Linked DNA regions of Rattus norvegicus: region 2 is linked to region 1. The links are chromatin contacts, called in public Hi-C maps. All regions are on one chromosome and are shown on one strand. The core of a region is the stretch at or near the end of the contact, and the rest is flanking DNA. Distances in the headings are between cores, read along the strand shown.

Region 1 (3,078 bases), core at 216-2,715:
CCATCTGGCCCTTACAGGCACTGCATACATGTTGTACAAACATACAGTCAAATATATTCATACATATACATAAAATGATAAAATCCTTTAAAAATAGGCCTAAGATAAATTGTTTTATAGGTTTTGGGCAGTTTTTTTCAGTGGGTTGTACGGTCTAAAGTTTGTATTTTGAGACAAGATTCCTGTGTAGCTCTAGCTGTCCTGGAACTCAGTGTGTAGATCAGGATGGCCTCTAACTTAGAGGCTATCTGCCTCCGACTCTCAGTTTCTGGGAATAAAGGCATGGGCCATTACACCCAGCTCTGTCTAGAATTTTTTTTTATAGAATTCATTTTTAAATGTACTGGTGTTTTGCCTGCGTGTATGTCTGTGTGAGGGTGTCAGATCCCCTGGATTTACAGACAGTTGTGAACTGCCATGTGGGTGCTGGGAACTGAACCCTGGTCCTCTGGAGAGTAACTAGTGCTCTTAATTACTGAACCATCTCTCCAGCCCTCTGTCTAGAATTTTTAAAAGCAAATGCACAGTTACCAAATTTAAAAATCTAAACCAGGAGTGGTGGTATATGCCTGTAATTTCAGCTCTTGGGGAAGATCAAGAGTTTGAAGCTGCCTGAGATACAGGAGACTATGTTTATAAACAAACAAAAACAACAGTAAACAAAGAAAATAGAAAATGCCCTCCCGAACAGGTGCACCCTAATGACAATTCCTGTATCATTTCAGGATACTGTATGTAGATACAATATCCAGTTGAAATTAATAATACTGTTACATCCTATTAGCAAATTAGTTTGATTTTTTTAGTATTTGAGATTATGGGATACATCTACAAAATACAGAGTGTCACCAGTCTGTAGCCACAGAGGTTTAACAAATGTTGCCATTTTCTACTGACACCTTGTTCTAGGTTGGTGGGCGCTGGAAGAATCCAGTTACTACAGACCATCCTAGTAGACATGAGTGCTTTAGGTAATGCAGATAGATGCAGAAGCTTATATAATCGGTGCAGACACCATACCCCACTTTGTACGTTTGCCTGGAGGACAGTCTAAGGGGAGACCGATGTCTGCTCCATCTCTTCTCTCAGCTGTGTTTCCTGGTGTGTGATACTTTGTTGTTTGTCTTTTGAAGACAAGGTCTCTGTAGCTATGTAGACCAGTCTGTTCTCGAACTCACATTGATCCACCGGTCCTGGTGGAGTGACTCTCCTCTAGGGTATAGTGGACTCCTTGTCATAATCCCTAGGCTCACACGTGTTGGGAGGCATAGAGAACTAAAGTGCAGAAACTTCCCTGGGTTTGGTACAAGGGATTCCAGCTCTTCCTACTACTGCTGAACTAGAGTCTCTCCACCCCTTTTCCCGGGCCGCGCTGGAGGCGGGGTGGCGAAATGTTTCTGTGACGTCATCATACGCAGGACCAATCCCCCTGCCCGGGAGACGTTAAATCATTTGCATGGGACCTCAGCCATTGGTCTCTTCAGCCATCTGGGTTGTCCCAGCTTTTTAAAGGCGCCGCGAAACGGAACAGAAAACGAGAGTCGAGAGGCGAGGTGAGCTATGAGGTCATCGCAGGCCTGCAGGGCTCGGGAGTGACGTCATCTCCGGGAAGTGTGCTTGCTGGGCTGAGAGCGGTCTTCTCACCTCGGCTGCCTGAGAGGCTGCGTGCCCCACAAAGGCCGCGGCCCTAAGAAGGTAACCATGACATGTTAGTGCGCGCCGCCGCCCGGGCACCTGAGGTCGTGCCCCTTTTCACCTGCAACCTGGCCTTGGGGGTTTTGAAGTATGAGGTGGGGGCGAAGAGGCTTTTTTAGCCAGCCTTTCAAGATGGCGACCCGCTAGTCACGTGCCGTCCGCAGGACCCGATTGGCCGACGCGCGGGGTGGGGCGGGGCCTGCGGGGCGGGGCGGGTGCCGGCTCCAGCCGCTACTGTTTGCTTGAGCGTCCTGGCGCGCCCCCGCGAGCCGCCTCCCGCGCTGCGCGCCTCCGCCGCTCCGAATGTTGTGAATCAAAACGTGGGGCTGGTTCCATCCGGCCGCCGCGGACAGTTCTTAAAGGGCCAGCCCTCGGAGAGCACAGCTGCGTCCTGCGCCGCCCTTCTCTCGGGCCCGGGCTGGGGAGGCGGAAGACAGAGCAGGCTCGCGAAGGAGCGGGCGCTTCACCGTCCGCACCCCGCATCGCGAACAAAGGAGCCCGCGTGTGGTCGGACGGCTGCCGGTGAGTCGGGCCAGGCCTCTAACTTCTGTCCCGCACCCCGGAACTACGGCTCCCTCGGGGACGCGTTGTTGTTTGCCGGCCTCGTAGGCGTCGATTCTGAGCTGCGGGAGTGGTGGGGCACAGTGGCCGGGCCCCTGGGGCAGGTGCTGCCTGCGGCTACCTAGTTCGGGCCCGGCCGCTTCTCTGCCTTGCGGAGCGCTGCGGTGGAGGGGAAGGAGCTACCCCCCTCCCCCTGCAGCCGCCACTTCCTTTGTTGTTGCTTTTGTCTCACGCCGAGCACATGGTCCGGGATCCGCGGCTCTTAAAGTCACAGCGCTCTAGCCCCAGCGCTGCTGCCTGGCCTCTTCCCTCAGTGTTCCTCCGAGTGCGGCATTACGGAGTAAGAGGAGAACAACGGAGGCCCCTCCTGGGACGTGTGCGAGCTTCGGCCCCATCCTCAGGGAGGGGGTAGCTTTGAAAGACTGCTGGAGCCCCACTGCCTGTGTCTGGCCTGCTTTTGGGAGGCACCTTATCCTCTAGGACTTTGTTTTCTTCCCCTATAATGTGAACACCTGGTTTCTTGTCTCTGCCTTTTTAGGGGCGCCCTGGGGAGATCTCAGTCCTTGCTTAAACTTATTGTAAATAAGGCTTAGCAGAAACTAAAGGAGTTCTTTAACCAAGGTCACCCAGGGAGTTTAAACTGGCCAAGGTGTGGTGGTTCCACCCTAAATCGGCCTCCTCGGCCTTTGTAGGAGTTAGGAAGCTACTGTTTAGTGGGAGGTACAGCTAAGCAAGCAAGTAGGGAAGGGGAGCTTGATTCCCGCCATAGCCTGATTTTGCTGACCGAGGGAGCATATCTTTCTGCAAGCAGACCTTACTCGG
Region 2 (3,371 bases), core at 119-2,618, 220 kb after region 1:
CAAGTGCAAAATACCAGTGAAGGGGGCCGACACTGCTGGACCATAAAAACTGATCTCAAGAAATTATATTCAGGGAGGGAGATAGCTATTAATGAAAGTAACAGATAAGAATACTCAGGAAAAGTACAAGGGAATTCCAGTCAGGCCGAGTAGAGAACATAGTATTCAGGGATAGAGTCATTTAAATGAGTTTACCTGTACGCATGTGTGAGACCAGAGGACAATACTAGGAAACAACTGAATAAACTATTATACCTCTCTAACTGAGCTACCTTGCAAGACCCCTTTTCTGTAAGCACCATTCGTTGTTTTGTTTTGTTTTGAGACAGGGTCGCTCATTTACCTGGGACTTGCCAAGGAAGTTAAGACAGCTGGCCAGTGAGTCCTAGGGATCTGCCTGTCCCATAAGCCTGCGACACCACAGCTGGTTCCTCCGATGCCCCCCATCCCTACACAGCTCTTCTCCAGTGCTTAGTGCATCCTGGCAGTGCACCTTTTTTTTTTTTTTTTTTTAAATCCATCCGGGTATCTTTTGGTTTAAGAGAGACATAAGAAATGGTAGGATCTGAGATGTGTGCGTGGCCACCAAATGGTCACTTTACTTTCCACTATTTTCTTCTAATTTACTGTCGTGCATATGCAATATCTTTTAACAACCACGATCAAAAGACAAAACGTCTTGGGAGGCAGGCAGGCGGATCTCTCTGTGTTCGAGGCCAGCCTAGTCTTCAGAGTGAGTTCCAGGACAGTTAGGGATACACCGAGAGACTCTGTCTCGAAAAACCAAAATCCAAGAAAAACTAACCAAACAAGGAGCAATCGGATGGTGGTGGTCCTGGACAGACAGGACTACACAGAGTAACCGTGTCTTCAAAAACAAAAACAAAAACAAAAAACAAAAAACAAAACCCCCAAACAAACCAAATTTCAAATCAACCAACTTTTCCCAACTCCAACCGACAAACCCACACTTATCAATTCCTTCATTCCACAAACATCTAACCTTTCTCCTGGAGCGAGAATTTTGCTATGGCCTTTTGCTTTAAGGGCAGGATGAGGACCTTGCAGTGAAAAGCAACTCTAGAACAAAAAGATATTTTTACTTGTAGGTAAATTGGAGGCTTTAACCTTGGTCCTCTTTTTCGAATAAACCAGACTACCAAGAAACAGGTGAGAAGACCATTAAAAAAATTGAAGTCTTCGAAAAAGACGCGAATTTAAGGAGAAATCATCCCTATTCCAAAAGGTAAATGTGGACGCGCCCTGCATGCCGGGATTTGTAGTCCGGGGCGGGCGAGAGGCGCCTGCGCGGAGCGACAAGGCGCTTTTATCGGCGCATGCGCGCGGCGACGGCGCCAGGCTCAGAGTCTCCAGCTTCCGGCGCGCGATCCTTGCGGAGAGGGCCATGGCGGTTCCCGCCGCTGTCCTGGGGCCCTCTGCCCTCAGCCAGAGCGGCCCCGGGTCGATGGCGCCCTGGTGCTCGGTGAGCAGTGGCCCGTCTCGTTATGTGCTCGGGATGCAGGAGTTGTTCCGAGGCCACAGCAAGACTCGTGAGTTCCCGGCGCACAGTGCCAAGGTGCACTCGGTGGCCTGGAGCTGCGACGGTCGTCGCTTGGCCTCGGGATCTTTCGACAAGACTGCCAGCGTGTTCTTGCTGGAGAAGGACCGGCTGGTGAGTTTGTAGGGCACGGGCATGGCCGGGAAGGGGGCTGTGTGTGGAGGGAGAGGGCCTGTCGTTGGCGGTAAGGAGGAAAGGTTTGAGGGGCTGGAAGAGTTGGAGTGACGAATGGGCTGAGGCTGCCTGGCGGAGAGCAGAGAACGAACTTAGTGGCAAGTAAAGAGGTGTGGCGACGTGGCTGCAGGCCAGGGAACGTTGAAATTTTGTGGCCGAGAGTGATGAGGGTCTACAAGAGCCCAGGGTAGGAATACTCGGTGAGGAATGGCTAGGGACTGATGAGGTGGTAGAGTCCCTAGGGTGGAGACGAGGGTTTTATTTGAAAATGATAGTGCATCTTTTTGGAGTGGACAGATGGGTTGGGGTGGTTATGTGGTAAAAGAAGAAAGAAAGGAGCCCAGGAAGGGCAGATGTCGAAGCTCAGAGAGGTTCGTGTGAGTTGAAGTTTTGGGAAAAGAGCTGGATTTCTTTTTTGCATATCCAGATCTTTGCTGGTTTCAATGTACCACTGCTCGGATAAAAGTGGCATCTGAATTCTGTTCTTTTAAGGTCAAGGAAAACAACTACCGTGGACATGGGGATAGCGTGGACCAGCTCTGCTGGCATCCAAGCAACCCTGACCTTTTTGTCACCGCATCTGGAGATAAAACCATTCGCATCTGGGATGTGAGGACTACAAAATGCATCGCCACTGTGAACACGAAAGGTAACTTCAGAGAGAGGGTCTTCAGCAGCCATGTACTGTGTTCTTTGTAGCTAGTGCAGTTTATCAGGATGTATATGTCTGCCTGGAGAAGACCAGAATAGAATGTGAGCGCTTTCCTGACAGGCCATAGATACATAGATGAGCAGTGGAAGCCATCCCAGGAGTAGTGTGTGCAGAGGCATGGAGAATTGGGAGATCCTGGCAGGTTACAATGGCTGAGAAATGGCAGGGTACAATGGGTGATCTGGAAAATTGTGCATTATATTTAAAGGCAGTGTTCAAAGTGGTGTAGTAATTTAAGTATGCTTGGCCCAGGGAGTGGCATCATTAGAAAATGTGGCCTTGTTAGAGGAAGTGTGTCACTGTGAAGGGGGCTTTGAGACCCTCATCCTAGCTGCCTGGAAGCCAGTATTCTCCTGTTCGCCTTTGGATTAAGATATAGAACTCTCAACTTGTCCAGCCCCACATCTGCCTGGATGCTCCTGCCTTGATGTTAATGGACTGAACCTCTGAACCTGTAAGCCAGCCCCAGTTAAATGCTGTCCTTTATAAGAGTTGCCTTGGTTGTGGTGTCTGCTCACAGCAGTAAAACCTACTAAGACAGGCAGTTTTGTTGATTTTTAGATTTTTTTTTTAATTTTCGTGTGCGTTGGTGTGCGTGTATGTGTGTGCATGTACGTGTACATGTATTATGTGTGTATAGGCGCCAGAAGAAGGTGTCTTATATTCTATAGATGAACTTATAGATGATTCTGAATTGTGGGTGCTAGGAATTGAACTTGGGTCTCTTGGGGAAAAATCCAAGTGCTCTTTAGCCCCACAGCAAAAAAAAACAAAAAACAAAAAACAAAAAAAACAGGTTTTGAGGGGGATACAAGGTTTCTTTGCGTAGCCCTGGCTATCCTAGAACTTACTCTGTAGACCAGGCTAGACTCGTGAACTCCGAGATCCACCTGCCTCTGCCTCCCAAGTGCTGGGTTTGAAGGCATG

Evidence for each region. Hi-C and Micro-C count contacts between places; a contact is called where the count stands out from the background.
Region 2: a contact with region 1 is called in a Hi-C map of kidney, with 4 times the contacts expected there. The contact joins the promoter of Thoc3 here to the promoter of Rnf44 in region 1. A contact is called at or near these places in 3 of 12 Hi-C or Micro-C datasets (kidney and mammary epithelial cells).

The regions. Positions count from the first base shown.
Region 1 is chr17:9,928,910-9,931,987 of GRCr8, forward strand. Rnf44 (ring finger protein 44) reads left to right here and starts at 1,466. Exons shown (of 11, transcript NM_001024795.1): 1 at 1,466-1,695.
Region 2 is chr17:10,146,913-10,150,283 of GRCr8, forward strand. Thoc3 (THO complex subunit 3) reads left to right here and starts at 1,369. Exons shown (of 6, transcript NM_001106059.1): 1 at 1,369-1,672; 2 at 2,225-2,381. The coding sequence starts at 1,406.